Regions from separate parts of the Mus musculus genome. Here regions 1, 2, 3, 4 and 6 are each linked to region 5. The links are chromatin contacts, called in public HiChIP or PLAC-seq and promoter capture Hi-C maps. All regions are on one chromosome and are shown on one strand. Each heading gives the region's core, a stretch centred on a gene start, on an enhancer-like site or on the middle of the called end of the contact. The rest is flanking DNA. Distances are from core to core; before and after follow the strand shown.

Region 1 (3,966 bases), core at 1,052-3,551, 610 kb before region 5:
ACTAATTGGCTCACCGAGCCAGTCTTGGGTACCCTCTTTTCTTTCGAGTTAAGAGATGTTTATTTCACATCTCCCAGGAAAGAGTCACAAACGCATCTCCAGTCACCCTCTAACCCACCATCCATCCCTGAGGACGGGTAGATACTAGGACCAAGGAGGACACTGCTCCTCCCCACCAAGTTCCCCAACTCCTCTACCTGGTCAAATTCCCGCTTAAAAAGTCACAGCTGGAGAAGCACGCACCCACACATACACACGCACTCACATTACACACACTCGTGCATGTACATGCATACGCACAGCACACACACATACGCCTGTGTACACACACCCACATTTGCACATGCTCGAATCCCCACGGGACTCAGATTGTTTTTCTTAAAACTTGAACAGCTGCCTCCACAAGTTACAAATAGACATTAAAACTTCAGCAGCAAATGAAGGCCCAGTCTCTTAGGCACATGTGACACTCCCAGGAACAGTTTTAGACTACGGACATGCAGACTCATAGGACAGAGTCAAGTGTTTCCATATTTCTAGACACTTCGCCTGGAACACCCGGAGTTCTACCCCCATCCCCAAAGCCCAGTTCCTCTGCCTAACTTGGAGGGCCTTCACAACTCAAGCCTCCCTTGTCCACCTGAAGGCTGCACCCTGGCTGGTGAGCACTTTTGGCCACTCCAGGCAGCATGCATCGTGCTGCCATTTGCAACAAGCACAGCACACCCTCCTCAAATCCCCAATGCAAAAGGAGCAGAGTCTGGAGCAAGGCGTCTCTGCTCACCTGTTGCCACTGTTCAAGTCTGGGGTCACCTCCACCCAGGCTGAGACCTCCAGGGGCAAGGACTTATCTGATGTCCTCCTGCTGAGGCCCACAGTAGAGCTAAGGGCCTTGGGAATACACCAAGGCAGGGGGCAGAGGCAGTGTACTAAGACCCTGGCCCTTGAAAAGCACCTCCCACCCCTCCCACTCCTCCAACCCCTCCCACTCCTCTCCCCCATCCCCCACTTCCCTCCCCCCCCACCACCCCCCCACCCCGCCAGCAAATTCCGGGTCAGGATGGAAAATCCCACCTAAGGGCCACTGCACACACCATAGAAACAGTCTAACCAGGCTCTGTCACTCCAGGAGGTCGTGACCAAGTGGTAAAACTGGTCCACACCAGCTTCTGCCCAGAAATCTAGACACAGCTAAAGGCCCGTTCCCCCTCTCCGTTTCCAGTAAAGGGTCTGCCCTCTGCAACATGAGTTCCCAAACAGTTACTGATCAGTCCAGACCAGAGTGCGCTCACATGCGCGCGCGCGCGCGCGCGCGCACACACACACACACACACACACAGAGGCAACTCAGTCGGGGTTAATCTACAACCGGAACGGTCAGGCCTCAGTGAAGCAGCAACACAGTGCGCGTGAACAAAAACGTTGTAGGGGGCAGGTAGAGGACGCTGACCATTCCAACTTGCAGGTGAGGACCCAGACGACAGTGAACTATCAAAGACTGAACCTTGGCGTCCAAACTCTTAAAATTCATGGGTCAGATGGGAGAGGGCAGATCTCAAGGCAAAAACACCACCCGGATCCAAGAAAGAAGTGCAAAGCAGGTGCAGCAGGCCTACTAAAACAATGTTTCTCCTGTCCTTTCCAGCTCTGGAGAGCTTAAATGTAATCCCGGCTACCAAGTCCCAGCGGCAGGTGGAGGTATAGCTCTCTTACTAGAGGACGCTCGCCAGCGCACGCACTCAGAGCTGATGGGCGGCACCAATTTCCCAACCCTACACCCCAGGCACGCTCCTAGTCGCTCACATCCCTCGCGCCGCACCCCCGGGGCTCACCGGGCTTCGACCGGACAGCGAAAAGGTGGCATGACTGGAGAAGCGTGCAGTGCCCAAGCGGGGGGCGCGGTCGGTAACTGTGGCCGCCGGAGGGGGACTGGGCGTGCCGGGTGCAGGGGACACTCCAGTCGCCAAGCCCAGCGCCTCCACCTGGCGCGTCAAGCGTTCGAGCTGTGCCTGCAGCCGCTGGTTGTCCCGCTGCAGCTCGGCCACAGTACGAGCCAAGGGGCCGGCCAGGCGCAGCGCCTCTGCCACGCGCCGCTCCACGCCGCGCTGCAGCCCCTGCATGTCCTCGTGCAGCGCACGCACCGCACCCTCCAGCGCCGCCTCGTAGCGGCCCAGCGCCTCGCGCACTGTGTGCGCCTCCTCGGCGTCGGGGGACGGCTCCATGGCCGAGTGGGGCACACCGATCGGACAGCGGGCAGAACGCGGGAGACGTTGAGAGATCCGCAGCTCCTTGGGACGACTGGCGGGCCGCGGCTGGCTGAGCCCGAGGGGCGGCCGGAGGGGGCGGGAGCAGGGCGGGGCAGACCCCTAGAGCCCCAGGACTGGGCGCTGAGTGAGGAGGCGGGGCCGAGGGGGCGGGACAGCCCATTCCAGGACACCCCGCCCCTGGGGACTGGCCGGGTCGGTGCGGGATGCCTGGCCCCGGAGGCACTTAGTGAAAAGTTCTCCTTCTCTGCTTTGCAGGGATGTGGATCCCTGGGGGAGTAAGGAGTCCCATACACGCTTGACCCCAGGGAGTGGTGTGCGACCCGGTGAAAGATCTGGGAAGAAGACACTCGAAAGGACATTACTCTAGGAACAACAACTAAAAGAGTTATACATTTCCCTGTAGGTCCACTTTGGTTGGACTCTCCCCCCTGTTCAGGGAACCGCAGCAACTGTACACACACACACACACACACACCATAACCGCTCTGACTCACCTTTGTATGCATCTCCGGTCACCACCGGTACCATCCAGTTCGCAAATACTCACTTGTGAGACTTTTTAAAAAAATATTTATTTGACTTTATGTGTGTGAGCCTGCTTGTCTGTATCTACACAGCATGTGTGGTGCCCACATAAATCACAAAGTGGTGTCAGGATCCTCTAGAACTGGAGTTTCCAATAGTTGTGAGCCATCATGTGTGTGCTGGGAGCCGAGTTCTGGGGTTTCTCTGAAAGAGCAAAAAGTGCCCTAAACTGCTAAGCCCACACTTCAGCCCCCCACCTGTGACACTTTTGCCTGGGATTTCTTGCACCAGTTCTGAGATCAGGAAGAGTTATGTAGATGGTAAAATGCCCCTCCTATCCTCCTAGGCCTGCTCTCTGTGTGTGTGTGTGTGTGTGTGTGTGTGTGTGTGTGTGTGTGTGTGTGTTAAAGATGAACAGGAAGGTTGGGACCCAAATCCCAAAATCTTGCTATGAGCAACTTTGGGATCAAAAACTAGGATGTGCACTGCTGCCCCCCTCTTCCCCAAGCTCAGTCAAGAACCTCGATCCACCTGACAACCTTCAAACCTCTTTTTTTCTCCAGCACTCCTCTTATTCCAGAAAGTCCCCTTTCCCAGCCTAGAAACCCCAAACATCACCAAAGAAGGAGGGATGGAGGCAATTGTTGCTCAGGATAACAATATGATAGATGTTGTAAACATTTAAAATAAAGAAAAAACCATCTCATTCATTGTGCTAAAAGGCTTTCCTAACTCGATTTCTCTGGGCCTGGGCTATGGGAGGTGGCTCAAAGCCTGGAGAGGCCTAGTGAGATGATCCATAGGAGCAGGCTCAAAGGCTTGTTCTGGTCATACTGTTCTGCTTCCAAGGATGTCTGGGAGGCCCCAGACCCTCCTAGACTGCCCTTTCCTTCCCCCAGGAGCTGGGTTAGCCTAACAGATGCTAAGAGCTGATCCCCTCCCCCGGGTAGGGACAGGAAGGAACACTGGGTTACCTAATCCAAGGAGCTTTCCAGCAATTATTTCATGGGAAAGTCAAGTGCCAAAAGGCGTGCATGTTGCATGTCTGTGTGTGTGTTCCAAGCAGCCGTCTGGACAGGGTGAGCCAAACCGCTCCTTGCATTCTTTCTCCGGGTGGAATCTTTGATAGAGCCCTGGAGAGGGGCCACTTGGAGAGCTTATGTCCCAGACAGCG
Region 2 (3,964 bases), core at 1,367-3,866, 980 kb before region 5:
ACACTGCTCTTTCAAAAAGGTCATTAGCTCCCCATGAAATAAAGAGTATCTATCTACCATCCACTGTGAAAATCCAGGGGGAGCTTTGTGATAGACAGCTCAGCTTGTCAACACCTGAACTCACCCATCAATCTCAATCTTGAGATAGGCAGGCACAGTGGGGCCCTCTGTGAGAAGTTAACAGAGCTATCTGTGACTTTAAACAGAGGCTGGGGGTGGGACTCCATTGGTCGAGCACTGGCCCAGCATGCGCAGGTCCCTGGGTTTGCTCTCTAAATAAACCAAGGGTAGCGGTGCGTACCTGTAACCCTTGAAACTGGGCAGGAGGGTCAGAACTTCAAGGTCATCCTCAGCTACACCAGAAGTCTGAGGCCAGCCTGGGTTACATGAAACTTGGCCCAAAAATAACGGGGGGAGGGGGAAAAGACGGGGGCGGGGGGACAGTGAGAAGGAGAGAGGAAAGAAAGCTAGAATCTTTTCAAGCCCTTGAGGCTAAAAGCCCATTTTTCAAAAATAGAGGAAATAAAGGAATATGTCAGACAATTACATTCTGAAGCAACCAGCTGAATCCAAATGTGTGTGCATCTCTCCAGGACTGCTAACTCAGTGCCCAACATGACCCAGAAGAGGCAGGAGACCCCAGAGAGAAAGGAGACACAGGGCTACACTGCCAAAGCCTAACCCATTGACCCTATTTGGGTCCTGCCTGAACACAGAAATGTCACTTGTTTATAAAGAACAAATGAGAGAGCTGGAGGGATGGATCAGCCGTTAAGAGCATTTGTTGTTCTTTCAGAGCAGTAGAGTTCACTTCCGGGAACCTATGCCACGCTGCTCACGGCCGCCTGCAACTCCAGCTCCAGTGGACCCAACCCCCTCTTACCGCACTCTTTGGGTACCTGCACTCCTGTAAACGGATGCTCATAGATACACACATGTATACCCGTACTTAAAAATAAAAACTTTTAAAATGGAATAAATTATATGGTCAGAGAATCCTAACTGTGACAGGCAATTAGAGAACATGAAGGGATTGTTTGGGTCTTCTGAAGATGTAACAATGATGCTGTGGTGTGTGTGTGTGTGTGTGTGTGTGTGTGTGTGTGTGTATGTCTTGTATTTTTAGAGTTTCAAATTCTAGTGTGTCTACATGAGCTGGCACGATGTCTGAAATGTGCCCATACCACGTGGGATACTGAAGAAAGTTCCCTGGACAGAGGTGGATACAAGGGGGGGGGATTATGCATTGATAGGTGGCAGGAACTCACAACTTGTTTTTTTCCTTGACTTTTGCATATTTGACAGTTTCTCTAAGAAATACCTATCCCTCCCAAGCACAAAACAAGAAGTTGTAAAGATGTTTCATATGTGATATAAATATGAATTGAGTCATAGAGTTGGGAGGAATGGGGGAGGGGAAGGATGTGCTCGGTGGCTTGAGTCTCCAGGATCTACGATGCTGAGCAAAAAGGAAAGGGGGGCCCTCTCCTACCATGTGAGGCCACATGTTCCCACAGCCCCTGCGCCAACCACATACTCCACGTCACTTTAAGGCCTGCTTTATCTGAAGGGCTGGGTGCCATGTTTGTAATGGCAGAGAATAGGGATGGAGGTGTCTTCACCTGCAGTGTCTTGTTTTACCCTAACTTTCCTGAACCCTGACAGCTCTGGGAAGCGCGTGAGGGAACAGAGTGCAGAGGGAGCCACGAGACTACTTACAATGGTGTCGCACCAGAACTCAGCCACCTCGCCCAGCCGCATGGAGGTCAGCAGCGTCTCCCACACCTCCAGCTTGAACATGTTGCCGATGATGATGCTCATGGGCTGGCCCACCTGCTTGCTGTCATCGATCACCGTGCGCTCGTCATCACACTTCATTGTGCGGAAATGAAAGGTCACCTGGTCCCCAGAACAGAGGGCTTTGGTGTAGACATATCTCCCCCAGTTCCAGCAGCCGTGTCACCCAACCACTGCAGGCTACTGAGGCTGTTCTTGGGGGTCAGTTCACCCACATCTCACAAGATAAGATGCCTCAGCTCCCCTCAAGAAATACCTACAAGTCCCTACAAGAAACCCATTCCTTTCCAGCAAACCCTATGCCTATCTCTCACAGCCAAGCGCCAGGAATTCCTTCTCCAATAAGCTCCAATGTCCAGGAGTGTGTTCCTCCACCCCTGAGAGACCCATCAAACACAAGAGGACAAACGCCATATCTCCTGAGGTTCCTTCCTACTAACTTGACATTTGGAGCTCTGGAAATTTTCCTTAACCTCTCCTCTTAGCTAAAGCTACCCTGAAAACTACCAAAAAGACCTGTCTATAAACTCCAAAGCAAGGGAGCCTGGGTAATGGAAAGGCAAGTCCAGCAAGGTCCTGCCTGGCTGCAGTAGGAAGGGATACCTGCAATGCCCTGGGCCCAACTGAAACAGAGAAAAGAACCACGGGGTCCTATCTGGGCGTAGATACTCACTCGAGAGCCAGTGATGAAGCTGGGGAGCTCTCCCGTCCCCCCATGCAGAATGGTCTTCTTGACACCCTCCACATTGAGGAGTAGAGAGACGTCCATGCTGCAGGTAGGGGAGAGGTTTGTTCAGGCCTAGATAATCCTACCAAAGCAGGGAACAATCTGGCTGATACCTGGGAAGAGGCCTGTGCAAGCCTAGATAATCCCACCAGAGGGGAGGACAGCAGCTGACATCACCCAGGGGATTCCCCGACAGGGAGGGAAGAAGGAAGAAAGGCAGAAGGAAGGTAGTCTAGGCACTACAGACCCCACCGTCCACATTCCTCAGGATCTCTCAGCAGATGCAGATCCCCGGTCTGACACCCATAGTGACTACATCAAGGTTTTCCTTTGTGCCACCTCAAAAAAAAAGGTCCACAGATGTTTCTGTGGGGAAGGAGAGAAGAAAGCAGGCAGCAGTAGACAGCTGGGGCCATCCGAGGGGAAAAGGAGGGAGGCCCAAAGCCACCATTGCCTTCCTGTACCTGTAGTGCGGACATTGTCCCAGTCTCTGACCCTTAACATCTCCACTTTCCCCTGCTCCTCTCCTCCTGGGGTCTGGGAGAAGGTTTCTAACTTTGGGGTGACTAAGAGAGTTACCCCAGTTCTGGGGGAAATTGATAAATTCCTAGTGTCAAGCTTCTGTCTCCACTCTAAGATCTGGCTGAGGAGTCGGGCTCTCCCCAGTCCTTTAGAAGGCCTTTGTCCTGGGTTCAGAGAAACAAGCAGAGCTTATGTGGAGCCCACTGAACCCCCTTGGGGAACTAGAGGAGAAAACGTAATGTGTCGGCTTGGTGTTTGGCGCCACCTTGTGGCCAGCTTAAATTTTCATGCTTCTTTCCCAGAGCCTTAAGATAAATGAAGGATTCTGATCACACCACCACCACCACAGTCCCTTTTGGGCATTGACAGAGAGGTAACAGACCTTGCCATGAGGGGACATTATAGCTGGCTAATAGCCAACCAGAGCTTCCTACATTAATGGCTTCATGGCCTTGGGCGTTTCCCTTCTCCAGGAAGGCCAGAATCCTGGGGATATCCAGCACCCTCAAAAGTCTTGATTTCCATGAGAAGTCCTTGCCTTAAAGGGCCACAAACCTAGGCTAACCAGTCAGAAACAGGATGCAACCTGGCTTTGTAGAAAGCTCTCCCTGAGTGCCAGCAGCCCCACTCGGGTCTGTTTCCATCCCAGCCTTAGAGAGGTGTAGACACTTTTTTCCTCTTCCATCTCTCCCCAGCCACACAGTAGCTTAAAGGAGCATGTTACTGAGGAAGAATGGACCATCAGGGAAAACAGTGCCTGCCATGCCACATACACCAGGGTCAGGTACTGACTCTGAGATCCCTGCTGTATTCTCCCGACCTGATGCGTGCTCTGTGAGTTGCTGTATAATGACTCCTTATAATGCAGTTTCTCTTTGGAACATTTCTCTCTCCTGATTAGATGCACAATGGCAGAAA
Region 3 (3,682 bases), core at 982-3,481, 880 kb before region 5:
TCCTCCATACTCTGCATCCTTAAGTCACTGGGTTTAAGGTAGCTAAAGAAAAGAAGGGATATTTGCAGGCTGCCACGTTGCCCAGGAGAGTTGAGAAGCGTGGTCAGATCTTGCCAGAGGTCATCTGCAGAGCTCCTTGGGGTGGCAGCTGAGTAAGAGACAGAGAGGCACCAGGCAGGTGGTCACAGAGGAGGGAAGTCTGGCTTGCTCTGAGGGAAAGGACTGAGACTGTGAAATGGAAAAGTTGTAGAGCAGCCCCAGGCAGCAGTCTTGGGAGGCCTGGCCATTTCTTCACCTTCTGCAGGGCACTCTCCCCATGGATCTCAGCTAGGGACCAAAAGACCCACAATCCAATTCATAGGACCTGGGGCTGCCCTTCTCCCAGAATGAGGAGGGGAGTAGAAAGATTCCTTAGCATCCAAAAAAACAAAAGCAAAACAAAACAAAACCAAAAAAAACCTTGGTCTTGCATCCAGGCTCACCTAGACCCTCCCAGCCATCTTCAGGGAGCTATTTGCTTCCAAGGGCTTTAAAAGGGGAGTACCTTCCTACTTCTCAGAATCATGGGGCAGTAAAGGGCTTAAGTATGTTACCTGGTACACAGGTCAAGAAGAGATTTCTCTAACTACTCTTGCTACTGTGGTGCCCTGGCAAGAGACCTGGATCCGGACGTCCAGACCTGTGCTCACACATGAGCACATGTAGAATGGGTAGCAGAGACGCATGCTCTTCCTTTATGAAGAGCAGGGGTGGGGAGGGACCAAGGCAGGAGAAAGAAGGGAGCAGAGAGCCTTTTCCAGCCTCCTGGTGTCATCTCACTGTGCCTCCCTCGGGAGGGGAGGGGAGGGAAGTGGGAAAGGGGGTGTTTAGATGCATTTGCTTATGCTGTCTCACACAAACAGCCTCTCCCTCACAGGATTCCTCTGCCACACCTGAGTCACAAGGCCAGTCCATGCCAAGGATTGGGACCTGTCCCAGGGTCGCAGGCAGTTCAATGGCACTCACATCTAGAGTGCGGGCAGGTGGTCATGTTCATTCCATCTTTGCCATGCCTATGGGTGGAGAAGTGGGGTTCACACCAGGCCCCACGGGGATGGCATGGCACCTGCCAACGTCACAGGCTGGGAGTGAGTTCATGGCAGATTCTCACACGCCAGAGCTCCCAAGCTCAGGACTGTTGAGACCAGCCTCATCCATTTGTGGCCAGCCCTATGAACACTGGCTTTCCTCAACTTGGCCTTTTAGGGCACTGTAGGGGTCCAGGGCACAGAGTGGGGAGTCCGGGGCTAAACCTGGTCCCCTCCAGGTCCTAACCAACTCACAGGGCCTGACATCAGAGCAGATGCTGGTGAATGAACGCCTGACTGGATGAATGAAGGGACGACTAACACCTACTCCCTGGGATCCTTGGGCTACAGCTCTGAGCTTGCAGGAGAGCCGAGCCCATGGGACCCCAACAGAGGCCCCGCCTGCCTAGCCCGGCACCTGAGGCTCTGCCTCTGGGTCAGGTGGGAGGCGGGGAGGCTCCCCAGCCATAGTGTACCCCTCCAGCGACGGGACCAGTAATCTGGGTCTCTTAACCCAGCTGGTGGCAGGGGCGGGGGACTGTCGCATCCAAGATAGAGAGTGACAGGACAAGGGGGCGCGTCCTGGTTTGTTGGGGCGTGGGATGGATCAGCGACCGCGGGACATCCCCTTTGGGTTCCGGTGCCGGGGTCTACTCCCCCGGTCTCCCGGAGGGCAGCGACAGCTCCGAACTGCCGACTGGACTGAGGAGCCGTGGACCTGACCCAGTGCAGCGGGGCAAGCGGGATGCGGTGTCCCACGAGGTGACTGGGGGCGCGGGAAGGACGCAGGGCGCGCGGAGCCCCTTATGCACGCCCCGGGGTCCGGGCGGGTCGCCGCGGTCACTGTGCCTCCGCCCACCTGGTTGGGGGGCTCACCTGGGCCGAGCGATCCCTCCCGCCACCCGCCGAGCGCCCCGCGCCGCGCTCACCTGCGCTGCCCGCCTTGGCCATGTCCCGGGCGGCGGGCTCCGCTGTGCTGCCGGCGCTGCTCGCTCCCGGCCGGGCCCCGGCGCCTTCGGCCGGAGCGGACTCTCCGGGCGCCGCGCCCCGCGCCCCCGCCCCGCTCGCTCGGCCGCCTCCACCGCAACCGCCGCCGCCTCGCCGCTCCCTCCCGCTCCCTTAAAGGAGCCGAGCGGCGACCGCGCCGCCCCCCCTCCGCGCCGCCGGGGAGGGACTGACGACGGAAGGCGCCCGACACCGCCCCCGCGGGCCCGCACCCCCGCCCGGAGCCGCGCGGCCACCGCAGCGCGCGGGAGGCGCAGCCCACTGATTGCGGCCACTGAGACCCCGACCCTCGCTGAAAGACAGACGTAGACAGACTCCGGATTACAGCTCGGAGACGCTGCGGGCCAGGCAGGGATGAAGACATGGACTGCGAGCCTGGGGCGCAGTGACCCTGAGACAAGGCACCAGAAAGAGGCGCTCCTAGGGCAGAAACACCCTTGGGAGAGAGAGAAATTCAAGGAAATCGGAGCTGGCTAGAGTCTGTGAGGACAGGGAGAGCAAGGAAGACCAGGACCCAGGAGACTGAGAAACCTAGAACGAAGTCTCGCAGAGATGAGAGGGGACTTCTCCATCAGCTCCCAACTCCAGGGATGCTGGATGCCTGCATCTGCTCTAGTCTCAAGAGAGGAAAGCTTTTGTCCTTTAGCACTAAAGGATCCGTTAAACCTGCAAACCCCACCTGCCAGTAAACGCTAAGCAGAGTTTGTGGGGAGCCTGGCAGAAAGCAGTGTGTCCCCCTAACACTTTCTCACAGAAGTGCTGACATTCTAATTAGCGGGCCTCCTGAGACATTTAAATTGTGGTTTCTGCCCACTGCAGTCAGGGGATCCACAGGAGATGGTCAGTCGTTTTAGATGGGGCCTAGAAGGTAGGGTCCTGGAGAGAGCAGTCGGCTCCCTAGCTCAGTTCCAGGCGAGGCCACTTCCTCCCTGCTGACGGTTAGGGTGAGGGCTAGGCTCCTTAGAGGACTGTTGGGCCTTCCCTGAAGCCTGTTTTTCTCCCACAGTCTGCAGCCAAGCACCCACACTGGGCACTAGACAGTTCCACCCCTAGGCCAGCCAGGACTTAAGTGCCCCATCCACTGCCCCATAGAAACAAAGCACACAAGGGGCCTCTACGGGACACACCCATTTCTGGGCTTTGACTCCTTCAGCCTATCCAGGTTAATCAGCCTTACACTCCCTCTTTAGTCTATCAAAGGCTCAGCCTCAGGCAAGAGTCTTCCCGAAACTTTTGCACAGAGCTAGCAGCAACAAAGTTCTTCACCTCAGCGAAAGGAAGTCTGTATCGCCTACTCATGGACCTCTCCCTGCTTTCTGATGCCTCATCTACCAAACCAGGCTTTCCTAGGGTCCTCTGTGCAGACCGAACAACGTGCCTTCACTCACGACAGCTAGCTAGCATGCTTTGACAAAGATTCTCCATCTTAGTTTTAGCTATGACTGTCTCACCTCTCAAAAAACCCTTTAGTCCCAAGGACTCCAGAGTGGGACAGCAACACATCTTGTAGACATGGAAGTTCAGAAGCCCCAAAGTCCTGGATCCAAAGCTGTTCACCATCTCAGGCCACTGGCTACTAGCAGGGAGGGCACGGATACCACCTTTCTACC
Region 4 (3,588 bases), core at 20-2,519, 810 kb before region 5:
GGGGGAATGTCCTAGTATTGCCTCTCACCCAGGGTCCGGTGACACCACCTCGGCTGGTCTCTACCCAGGAAGCTCGCCCAGGAATACCCTTCTCGATCGGCCCCTCTCCCACGGGAACGGGATGGAGCTCCACTCTGCTTCCTTCCCAGCATCCCGACGCTACCCTCATAGCCTGCACCTTCAACCACAGTTCCAGGATGCTCTCATGGCCAAGTGTTCCTGGACGACCTTTTCTCTCACAGCTTGGAGAGCTCCTATTGTCTAGCTCCTCCTCCCCAGATACAGTCACCCACACAGACCCAGCAGGCCCAACCACCTCGGGCTCGCCCACAGTCCCGTTCACCCACACTGTCCTGGGGTCCATTGCTGCCTCAACCGAGCCTGCAGTCCCAGGTATCCCAAAGGCCCTGTTCACCCTAGCGGGGACTGCGGGCTCCGCAGTCCTCTTCTCTAAAGGCTGCTGACCATTCTGTAGCCACCCTATGTTTGCACAGAGCATCCGCCGCACTGAAGATCTCACCCGGCGCCTTACTCCATAGCCTCGGGATAACCCTGCACCCCACCTCCTCGCCCACAGAGGCCGAACACCCCGACGCAACCTGCGGGCCCTCATGCAATGAGCCGGCATCTTCGCTGCCAGTGTACACCTGCGTAGCCCGGGCAAGGGCCCCCGTGCCGGCGTCGCAGCTCCTGGACAATTCCTTTCCCCAATGCAACCTCAGACACGCTCTCTTTGCATCTGTTCCCCCGCACACGCACTCACAACACTCGGATCCAGTCCTCGCTGCCTTTCTGCCTCCCAGCTCTCTCCAAACCCCCGCCCGATCCCGGACGCCGCCCCCGGCCCCGGCCCCCCTAAAGTCTGACAAATAGAAAGGTAATAGGAGGGGCGGAGCTGCAAGGCAAGCCTGGGGCGAGGTCTCTCACTGTCTCTCTGTCTAATGCAGTTTCCCAGAATTCCCCCAGCTCCGGCCCAAGCCCACCTGGTTTGGGCGCGGCGCGGCCACCAAGAGATCGTAAGGCGACCCCACGCTAGGCCTCGCTTCCGGCCTCTCGCCCAGTCGTCATGGCAACAGGCGCGCGGCTGTTTGGGAGCCGTTGATCTTCCTGAGCCATTTGAGGATCAAGGTGTTGTACCGCGACGGGCTTTGCCGTCACTGTCCATGAAGCCAGGGTGGGGACCAGACCAGGTCAGGCGTCTAGTTGTCTGAGGGAAACTGGCGCCAAAAAGAAACTCCAGCAGACCAAAAGGACGGCCCTAAGGAGTTATGGCTATTCAAGGCTCCCGTAGCACCACTCTGCTGCGGCGGCCCCGCCCACCCGGAACCTTGTCCACGCCTTACTTGGGCCCCGCCTTGGGGGCGCAGGACCCTAGGGCTCCTCCCGTGCTCCTCTCCGCACTGTTGTACCCATGGCCACCTTCGAGGAGGTGAGCGTGCTGGGCTTCGAGGAGTTCGACAAGGCAGTGAAGGAGCATGAGGGCAAGACCATTTTCGCCTACTTCAGCGGTTCTAAGGATACCGAAGGGAAGAGCTGGTGTCCGGACTGCGTGGAAGGTGAGGCTGGGACCAGGACTGGGGGTTGCTGCGCCACAGCAGTGCTAGGAAGAAGGCCCCTGCTGAAGTCAGAAAGTGGGATGAGATGAGGATCTTGGTCCTGCAGACCCGCAGAAGCGCCTGAGCTGTACCCCGTCTCTCGTTAGGCCCTTACTGCCCCACCCAAGGATGACCCTCATTTTTATCATGGATTCGGATCTTGGAACCAGGTTCTTTAAAATTCTCAGTTCCCCAAACGATTAGTGTCTCATAAAAAAAAAAAAGACCAGACTCAGGAGTTGATCTTTCCGTCATCATATATGTATGCTGAGTTTTCTGATTGTGTCTTAAAGACAATCAGGACTAGGACTTAAGTGATTCACGAGTCCAGAGGACACGCGACTTTAACATCCTATCTTACAACCGGTTAAAGTCTAAGACTGGGGACGGGAGGGCGTGGGCTATCGCAGTTGATGTGTAATTACTTTTTAACTCTTTTAAAAAGCTGAGCCAGTCATTCGAGAGGGGCTGAAGCATGTTACCGAAGACTGTGTGTTCATCTACTGCCAAGTAGGAGACAAACCTTAGTAAGTCATGTATACCGTATCTCCAGACATGGACTATATTATTAAAAAGCTGGGTAAAAAGGACCTCAGATAATTGGTCAGGCTCTGTGTTTTAGGTATTGTCTGATAAGCTAAACAATTAGAATTACTGAATTCATATTTACAGTTTATGTTCAACCACATATCATCATTAATGAATTGGGTCTGGAATAAGTTCAGAACTCTATTGACTTTACATTTGTTTTATCTTAGCCACACTTTAAACTTTGCAGAAAGTGACACATAAGTTACAGTTCTCAAAATGTTTAAAGGTTAACAAAAGCAGTGGTTACAAGTATATTATATATAAGTCAACTGTTGAGTAAACTGTAATGAACCAAGTAGTATTTTTCATTATCTGTTTCATTTTGGAACAGCTGGAAAGACCCAAATAATGACTTCAGACAAAAACTGAAAATAACCGCAGTGCCTACACTACTTAAATATGGAACAGTAAGTGTCTACCTTTATGTTTGTAGCTATAATGTAGTTAAAACTCAAGTTGTTTTTTGAGTCAAGTTTGAAAAGATCTTGACCTTTGATTTCCAACATCACATTGTTGTTCAGAGTGCATCAGAAACACACAAGTTGGTGTCCATTCCTCTGCCAATCCTGACAAACTATTAATAATGCAGATATTAGTGTCTGGGGTGTATTTTTAAGCCACTTTTAAGATTCTGTCTTCAGAAGAAAGTTGACTCATTTCTGAAAGCACCTTTGTCAATGTTTTCTAAACCCACTTTTCAGGCTTAAAAGGGCTCTCCCTCTATTTCAGCCCTGCCCCTAGAATCCTAAATTAAAGAGTTGAGGGAAAGAGATGGCACCAGGCATGCTGTCTCTTGTTTTCAGCCTATGGGGCTTCCTAGTGTGGAAATACAAGGCCTCTCAGGCCAAGTGTTTTAATGATTCATCTTGACACAAGCATCCTAACTATTTAATAAAGCTTGTTATAACTAGCTGATGGCATAATTTGTGTTCAAAAACTTGTCATTCAAAGTAGAATTCACTCCACCCCTAGTAATATTCATAGCAACAGTGAAAACTTAACCATTCTTTTTACAGCCTCAAAAACTTGTGGAGTCTGAGTGCTGTCAATCCAGCCTTGTGGAGATGATCTTCTCTGAAGATTAAGATTTGATGACCTTGCCGGACTGTGGTGGCACATGCCTTTAGTCCCAGCACTCGGGAGACAGAGGCAGCTGGATCTCTTTGAGTTTGAGGCTACCTGGTCTACAAGTTGAGTTCAAGGACAGCCAGAGCTACAGAGTAAAACCCTGTCTGGAAAAACCAAACCAACCCAAAAAAGCCTGATGATTGCAATTTTGTATTGATTGCCTGGTTTGTTTAAAAGCAGCCACATTATTGCTTTGAATTGATGAGTAAATGATGTTATTAAATCAGTGTATATCTAAACAATAAAGAATTGAAATACAAACCATTAAGTTTTT
Region 5 (3,920 bases), core at 1,138-3,637:
ACACACACACAGGGTCTTCTTGGTTTCTTGGTGCTATAATCCTTGCTCCTTGGTTGGGCTTTTGGCTGCCTATGATGGAGGTTGCATTTGTTGTTGGTGGTGGTGGTAGGTTTTTTCCCCTTTCTTTCCTTTTTTTGTTTTGTTTTGCTTTGCTTTGTTTCGAGATACGTTTCTCTGTGTAGCCTTGGCTGTTCTGGAACTCGCTCTATAGTCCAGGCTGGCCTTGAACTTGGAGATCTACCTGCGTCTGCCTCTGAGTGTTGGGATTAAAGGGATCCACCACCACTGCCCGGCCCCTTTTCATGTTCTTGCTCTTGCTACCTGGTCTGGTTATGTGACAAAATTCACGTTAGTGGGATGCACAGGGAATGTTCCGTGGCGCTGTCTTTAAAAGAGCTACTGTTGGGGTAGAGAGATGGCTCAGTGGTTGAGAGCACATGCTGTTCTTACAGGGGAGCCAGATTCAGTTCCCAGCACCCACACAGTGGCTCACAACTCTCCGTAAGCACACACAGATGCACATATAGGCATACATGTAGGCAAAACAGTCACCCACATAAAATAAAGAGTTAGCATCGACCCTTCATTATTTTTCTCCATTCCAAAACCTGGAATGCATACGTGATAACTGGAGTTCCAGCCCCTATTCAGAATCACGAGGTCAAAGGCCATCTCCAGGGCTTCCTGGTGCAGGGAGTGGAGAGAGCCACATCTCAAAGGCTTTTGTGGAGCAGAGCCATCATACCAGCCCAGAACTGTTTTTCAAGATTTATATATATGTAAGATTTGTTGTTGTTGTTGCCTAGATCTTAATCTGATCCTCTCAGCCTTGCTTCAGTTGATCTGTTTGAGCCTTTCCATTAGAATTATGACTGGATCCTCAAGGACTCTCAAAACCATCTCTTCAATATTGGGGTATAGCTCAGTAGTAGCATCCTTGCTTAGAATGCAAGAAGCCCTGGATTCAATCTTCAAAACTGGGGGTGGGGGGAGGAGTCTCTGTAGCCCAGCTCTTTCCTGAACTCCAGCCCTATAGATCCAATCCTCCAGTTACTGGACCCAATTATTCATTTCAACAAATACATGCTGGGCATGCATCAGGAGGTCAGGCTGTGCTGGGCGAATTCATCTCGACCCTTGCTCTCAAGAGTTCTTAGTCCAGACAGGACTCAGGTGAAGAGGTGCTGAGATCTGGAAAGCACTGAGAAAGGGCTGCTGGGCATTCCAGGTATCCAGAAGGTCATGGGGAAGGCTTCCTAGCAGCAGAGGCATTGAACTAAGTGCCAAAAGACAAGTGGGGTTTAGGCAGGCAAGTGGTGAGGGGTGAGCTATGGAGGGCTTGAGGGGACTTAGTGGCAAGCAGTGGAAGATCCTAAGAGGCAGCTCTCTGGTGTTCCTAGTGCCTGTTCTGGTTGTCCCAGAAAGGTTAATGGGAAGTGATACTGGATTGGGGTGAGGGGTGGGGCTGCTGCACTAATCAAGTGGAGGTATACTGCATGACCGTGGTGGTCGAGTTCAGGGAGGGGCAGATGGTGGGGAGAGAGAGAGAGAGAGAGAGAGAGAGAGAGAGAGAGAGAGAGAGAGAGAGAGACTTTAGGGATCTTAAGAGGCAACATGGCAGATCCTTGTGCTACACCCGGTTGGGTCAGAAAACCTGCTACACAGGTAACTCCTGGTTTCTAACTCCTGGTTTCTAACTCCTGTTTAAGACAGAGACACAGGTGAGACCAGGTTGGAGATAGCAACATGGGTCTGAGTTTGAGGCAAGCAGTGATGTGGGGCATCTCCAATAGACTAATAATAGCAGGATTGAACCAGGAGTCTGTGAGGGCAGTCCCCAGGCATAACCACAGTCAAGGCCACTTGGTCCTGGAGGGCTCTTTTTCATTCCCTCAGCCCAGCCAGTCACCTCCTGCTCCTCTCCAAACCTGAGTGCCGCCCCACCCCAGCACTCTGACGAATCTCCCTCCTCCTTCCCTCCCCCAACCCCCCCGGAGAACACTCAACTCCAGGCCCTTCTCCCAGGGCCTCTACCTAGCCTCTCCTTGGTACGCACCGGGCCTCATCCCGAAGGAGGGATGCTCTTGCCTCTAGAGACTAGGACACCGGATTGAGGACTCGAAAAAAGCATCGTACGCTTCAGGCCAGGCTGAGGGGCCCACGACGTGGCCTGAGGGACATCGGGTTCCCCGAGCCTGCTTGTCTGCGGGCGCCGGGGGCGTGACGCGTCGGGGCCCATCCGCAGGGCCCCTCCCGAGCCACCTCCTCCCGATCCCGTCGAGACCCGCCCCCTCTACCCCTGGGCGGGAGGACCGGACTCTGATTGGACATCTCTGCGGGGCGCTGCGCGGCACAGCCAATGATCGTGGGCCGGCGCGGCGGCGGGCGGGGGGAGCGAGCGCAGCCTGGAGCTGCGGCGCCAGCGGGTTGAGCCGGGCGATCCTAGCCCGGCAAGGCGGGCAGGGCGGGGCGCGCACAGCGGGAGCGAGCCTGGTGCCCACCGCAGAGACTGTCGCCAGGTGCCTAGGTAGGGGTCAGCAGCCGGGACTTGGAGTTGGAAACTGGGGTGCGGACGGCTGAGCCGCCCTGTGCAGCCAACGGGCTGTAGAAGGGTGGTCTACAAGGCCGGGTCTACGTGGGCAGCCGGAATCTGGTGTGCAGAGATTCCCGCTGTGTCTGCAGGGCCAGGTCCTCGGGATGGTTCCCTGAGCCCGCATCTGTCTAAGCCAGCTATGCGGGTGCCCGACCACCTGCGTTTCTTCCGCAGCTGCTGTCTGTGGGACTGCATAGAAGCCCCGCGCGCGCGGTGCCTTGGGCCCGGCTCTGGGTGGAGGCCGTGTCTATTCGGAGTGGGCCTGGACGGGTGCACCCACGTGTGGATCTCAGCAGAGCGCTTCTCCCACAGCCCTCCCGTGAGTCTTCCGTGGAGAGCTGGGGGCGGGGTGATGAATGGGACGGATGCAGCGAGCGACTTCAGCTGCTGCGCAGTCGTCCCCTGACTGAGTGAGGGTGGCGGAGGCGGCGCTGTGGTTTCTGGGTCTGGTGGGTACAGGATTGGTGCTCCGAGGGTGCACACGTGCGCGGGGAGCTGTGTGTGGTGTTTGGAGGCGGGTGTGCGTGCGTCACGTGGACACAAGAGTGTGCCTGTGTACCTGAGGGGTGCGTTTCAGGATGGAGTGGTGTGTGAGCACCGGTCACGAGGACAAGGATTACATCTGTCAGGGAAGGGGTGTGTGTCTGTCTTGAGGGTGTTACAGAGTGAGCAGAGCTAGCTGTCACATGCCTTGGGTCCCAGGACTGTGTCCCAGTGAGCTCCTCTCTTTGTCTTGGCCAGGTTCAGGGTGTGAGAGAAGCGCACAGCTGTGTCCTTGAAAATCCCAGGGAAAAGGAAGAGGCTGGGTCTTCTGCGCATCTCTACCTCTTCCATCCAACATACGCTGTGGGTCAGACTGTTCTAGACCCTACTACCTGCTCCTTGGTCCCCCACGCCCAGTCCTCAGACCAGGACTGGGGCTTATTTTAAACCTTATCCAAGTGAATTGCTTCCCTGCTTAAAGACTCCTTTGGTGTTAGAGGCCTCTGGTTTCTGTTCACAAACCCTAAACCAAGCCTGTTGGGAAGCACTCTATTGCTATCACGTTGGGAAGGGATCTCTTTTAGACACAGGGTGAACTCCCATTTCTCCCTTGGGAATCCTGCTTAGTGGTCACAATGTCGCCTCCGCCAGGAAAACACCCCCGAGGCCAGTGTAAGTGGACCTTAGCTTCTCTCCTGATGCACACCTCCACTAAGGAACTTTCCACTGCAGCCACATCTGCTGTGCTGGTCTTCATACAGAGCAAGCACTGTCCCACCTCATGGCACTTGCACCTATGGGCCAGTCCCTCTGGCTCCAGTTGCTGTTCTCCAAGTGTCTACAC
Region 6 (3,487 bases), core at 433-2,932, 550 kb before region 5:
CAGGAGATGTATAGATATATGAAATGTATGTGAAGAGATACGTGTATGAAGGACCACAGCCTGGAGGAAGGAGTGGCAAGAAGCAGCTGCTGATAGATGCATGAGGAAGATGAGGCTTTCCGCAGAAACAGAAAGCCAGGAGAAACTGAAGCTCAGGAGCTGAGCGCACAGGGACGATCCTGCAGCCTCGGGTGGAATCTGGCAAAAACCAAGCCATTTCTGTGACCGAGGTGAGGTTGATGCATTGGCCATTCCTGTTCGAACATCTCTGCCAAACATCTCTGCTGCTCTGTACAGCCAGAGTCCAGTGTTGCCTTAGAGTATGATAGACATTATCATAAAATTTTATTGAGAATACATGTATGAGAGAGAAGACAGATCATACAGTATTAAATAGAAGAGACGGTGACATTTCAACTCAGCAAAGACCTGCAGGAGACAAGGAAACAGTCATAGAAGTACCGGGGAAAGGAGAGCTAGAGTGCACTTGGTGTGTTTGCGGGGCGTGAAAGAGGCCAGAGTGTCTGAAGCAAAGTGACGGAGGGGGAAGGGTGGAAGACAAGGCTAAGAGGCCAGATGGAGTGGGATCCTCACGGGGAAGGCAGGAGATGCTGAACAAAGAACTAATGACCTGGTTTGGCTCTGCTGGGACAAGAGCACAGTAATGTTCAGGGACTTGGGAGAGAATGCCACTGTTGATGATGGGAGGGGTTGGTGTTCTAGGTGAGATACAGAGATCCAGGTAGAATAGAGGCCAACTACACAGACAGGGAGTCCCCTCTGTCTCATGGAAGGCAGTCCCACTGCCAGTAGGCAGATGGCCAGACAACACTGACCTCTGTACGCTAGGTTCATGTGTATGTGGTTTAGCAGCCTCTGGGGAGACAGTATTTAGGGGGAGGAGCAATGACGAGAGGAAGGGCGTGAGCAGGGCAAAGTGGGTTGCTCAGAGTAGCATGAAGGGTTCTTTTCTCCGCTAGACTTGAAAACACAGGAGAGGGGACCTGGTAATTCAGGTCTGTGACTTAAGCTTTGGGCAGAATCAGTCCTTGCGCCATAGGGTTCAACCCCAGCTCTGCACCTTCTTAGGTAGGCTCCTTTGCCAGGTCACATCTCTGTCATTGTCAGCCTCATTGATGTGCTGGTAAATGTGTAGAAACAGGTTCTCTAAAAAGGGACAGAGGAGGGGCCCCACGATGCCTGGGGGTTGTGCATCTCCACAGTATAAACACTCTACCCGGCTGAGGCCAAGTCACCTAAGAGATGTGAAGCTCAGAGCTTAGTACCTTGTTCAGTCATAGGCGTTTCCACCATTCAGATAAAAGGAGTTTACCTTAAGCACACTGATAATGTCTTGATGTAAGAAAGTAATTAGGAAGCGATGACTTCTGAGAATTTATCAGCTTCTTTCAGTACAGATCACTCAGTTGTAAGTTTATTATGATTTAGTTCTAACAATGGCTGTGTCTAACAATCGGCTCACACAATTCCTAAAAATTTAACAATCGACTCTCATGAGCCACTCTAAGCCAGCTCCCCACGCCAACTTCCTCATCTGTAAAATGAAGATAAAAATAGCTGCTGCTCTGGTGGCTTGAGTATTGGATGAGACAGTGTGGGGGAAGGTGCTTCATGCCCTGCCCTCCGAGGCGCAGGCTGGGTCAACAAGGCTCGTGTTTACATTAGCCAGGGCCAGTATTATTTCCTTACATCTACAGAAAGAATGCTTTCTTGTCAGCTCTGCCTCCTAAGACCTGCCCAAGATCAGATCAGGATGTGGACGAGGAAAAGCTTAGTCTCAAAGGGCTTACACATGTTTAGAGGGGAAGAGGAACAACTGCCTTCTGTATGCCAGTCTGAACTGGGTGGGGAGTGGGCAGAGACAATCTGAGTAGGCAGTGCCTCTTGTCTAGCCAAAGTGCAGGTCCTACCATGAATTGCACAGCTTGATGTACTTAAAGCCTGTGAATCAGTAAGGGTCACCAAATCCTGCTAATGTCAAAGTGGGTAATGAAACGTGCCTAGGAGTTCACCATGATGACAACACATGCACACACACACACACACACACACACACACACACACCACTCTCTCGCTCCCCCTCACACTATCTCTCACACACAGTCACACACACGCACACATGCACACATACTCTCACACACACGCACACACACTCTCACACACACACATTATCTCTCATACACAGTCACACACATGCACACATGCACACATACTCTCTCACACAACACACGAACACACACATACTCTCTCACACACACATACTCTCTCACATACATACTCACACACACATGCACACACACATACTCTCTCACACACTCACACACACATACTCTCACACACACACATACTCTCTCACACACATTCTCTCACACACACACACTATCTCTTACACACAGTCACACATACTCTCACACACACACGCACACACACTCTCTCTCTCACACACACACACACAAGCACACACACATACTCTCACACACACTGACACACACACACACACACACACAGAGGCACGCACACACTGTCACAGGCACGCGCACACTGTCACATTCACACACACATTATATAAATTTCAAGTCTTCTAATCATATTGTACGATGGTTAATGAAGCACGATGCTTATTGTTAATAACGCCTGCAGTTGTCACTGATGGATCAGTTATGACAGACCAGGCCCTGGACACACACTTGGCACATGCATTCATCATTTCTGTCGATTCTCTCTCTAACTTCATCTTACAGAGAAGATGACCCAGCTGAAAGAAGTGATGTCACAGGGCAACTGTATGTCTGAGTCAAAATTAAACTGTAGTTTAGCTGACTCTGAAGCCCTCGCTTTAAATCATATCACTTGATGCTAGACTGGGAAGAGGATGGTCCCCACAGACGCCCCTGACGTCAGAGAATATTCATGCTATACTGGGAACAGCAGGAGATGGGTCAGGCTGCAGCGTGAGAAGGCCACAGGGGGACACACGTCCCTAGAGACCAGGACTGGGCTTACATTCTGAGGCCTAGCATGTCCCATCCCACCCCTGTGAAGGGAGTGCTTTCAAAAGCCCTCACTGAGTGACTGAAGGAACCTGAGGCAGGCACCTGGACCTTGGCCACATGGCACCATTTTCAGCAGGGCCGTCTGGCTCTCCCACTCTGGCTTTTTGCTCCTGCAGTGGGTAGGATCACTGCAGCTAGGTAGGCTCCCAGAACAGCAGTGCACGTGTTTCCACCTGCCAGTCAGGCCTGCCGTGCTCCCAAGCTCCTCCATTCCATCAGAAAACTTGAGCCCTACTTTTCTGTACCCACATTACAGCTGGAGCCACTGAGGCCCCAGCGAGTAGAGAGACTCATCCTAGATGACTTAGCCAGCTTGCCAGTCTTATGACTTCCTTTAAGAACAAAGGAATTCAGGGTCAGGAATGTGCCAGGTCACCTTTGCAGCCTGATGAGGAGCCTCCAGCTCTTCCTAG

What was found. Promoter capture Hi-C pulls out the DNA fragments that hold promoters and counts their contacts. HiChIP or PLAC-seq counts read pairs in DNA pulled down with a chosen protein or histone mark.
Region 1: an HNF4G HiChIP or PLAC-seq map of pancreatic cancer cells shows a contact between it and region 5. The contact joins the promoter of Smtnl2 here to the promoter of Camkk1 in region 5. A contact is called at or near these places in 1 of 39 promoter capture datasets (liver) and 1 of 115 datasets of contacts at active chromatin or transcription factors (pancreatic cancer cells).
Region 2: a promoter capture Hi-C map of pre-B cells shows a contact between it and region 5, with 2.6 times the contacts expected there. The contact joins the promoter of Aipl1 here to the promoter of Camkk1 in region 5. A contact is called at or near these places in 2 of 39 promoter capture datasets (the 3T3-L1 cell line and pre-B cells) and 1 of 115 datasets of contacts at active chromatin or transcription factors (pancreatic cancer cells).
Region 3: a contact with region 5 is called in a FOXA1 HiChIP or PLAC-seq map of pancreatic cancer cells. The contact joins the promoter of Pitpnm3 here to the promoter of Camkk1 in region 5. A contact is called at or near these places in 1 of 39 promoter capture datasets (liver) and 1 of 115 datasets of contacts at active chromatin or transcription factors (pancreatic cancer cells).
Region 4: an H3K27ac HiChIP or PLAC-seq map of microglia shows a contact between it and region 5, with 5 times the contacts expected there. The contact joins the promoter of 4933427D14Rik here to the promoter of Camkk1 in region 5. A contact is called at or near these places in 4 of 39 promoter capture datasets (the 3T3-L1 cell line, the C10 cell line, embryonic stem cells and 1 more), 2 of 484 Hi-C or Micro-C datasets (CD4 T cells and embryonic stem cells), 6 of 115 datasets of contacts at active chromatin or transcription factors (bone marrow-derived macrophages, large pre-B cells, microglia and 3 more) and 1 of 9 other capture datasets (macrophages).
Region 6: an HNF4G HiChIP or PLAC-seq map of pancreatic cancer cells shows a contact between it and region 5. The contact joins the enhancer-like site here to the promoter of Camkk1 in region 5. A contact is called at or near these places in 1 of 484 Hi-C or Micro-C datasets (the HPC-7 cell line), 2 of 115 datasets of contacts at active chromatin or transcription factors (fetal liver and pancreatic cancer cells) and 1 of 9 other capture datasets (embryonic stem cells).

Annotation. Positions count from the first base shown.
Region 1 is chr11:72,409,412-72,413,377 of GRCm38.p6, forward strand. It overlaps Smtnl2 (smoothelin-like 2), which reads right to left and starts at 2,302. Exons shown (of 8, transcript NM_177776.3): 1 at 1,833-2,302. The coding sequence starts at 2,222.
Region 2 is chr11:72,034,893-72,038,856 of GRCm38.p6, forward strand. Aipl1 (aryl hydrocarbon receptor-interacting protein-like 1) reads right to left here and starts at 2,617. Exons shown (of 6, transcript NM_053245.2): 1 at 2,471-2,617; 2 at 1,720-1,899. The coding sequence starts at 2,566.
Region 3 is chr11:72,133,658-72,137,339 of GRCm38.p6, forward strand. Pitpnm3 (PITPNM family member 3) reads right to left here and starts at 2,232. Exons shown (of 20, transcript NM_001024927.2): 1 at 1,997-2,232. The coding sequence starts at 2,018.
Region 4 is chr11:72,206,213-72,209,800 of GRCm38.p6, forward strand. 4933427D14Rik (RIKEN cDNA 4933427D14 gene) reads right to left here and starts at 1,270. Exons shown (of 19, transcript NM_001361564.1): 1 at 984-1,270. Txndc17 (thioredoxin domain containing 17) reads left to right here and starts at 1,342. Exons shown (of 4, transcript NM_026559.3): 1 at 1,342-1,556; 2 at 2,041-2,122; 3 at 2,518-2,593; 4 at 3,203-3,588. The coding sequence starts at 1,412. The coding sequence ends at 3,271.
Region 5 is chr11:73,016,601-73,020,520 of GRCm38.p6, forward strand. It overlaps Camkk1 (calcium/calmodulin-dependent protein kinase kinase 1, alpha), which reads left to right and starts at 2,388. Exons shown (of 16, transcript NM_018883.3): 1 at 2,388-2,527. It overlaps 4732414G09Rik (RIKEN cDNA 4732414G09 gene), which reads right to left and starts at 2,241. Exons shown (of 3, transcript NR_152202.1): 1 at 2,057-2,241.
Region 6 is chr11:72,465,604-72,469,090 of GRCm38.p6, forward strand. The region is part of intron 2 of Spns2 (spinster homolog 2); the gene reads right to left. Among named protein-coding and RNA genes, the nearest start is that of Gm40194, 10 kb to the left of the region's middle. Within about 2 kb of position 1,683, at least 162 of the 459 cell types and tissues checked have an H3K27ac peak or open chromatin away from gene starts, as enhancers often do. A contact at or near this core is called in the HPC-7 cell line and pancreatic cancer cells, where this site is marked.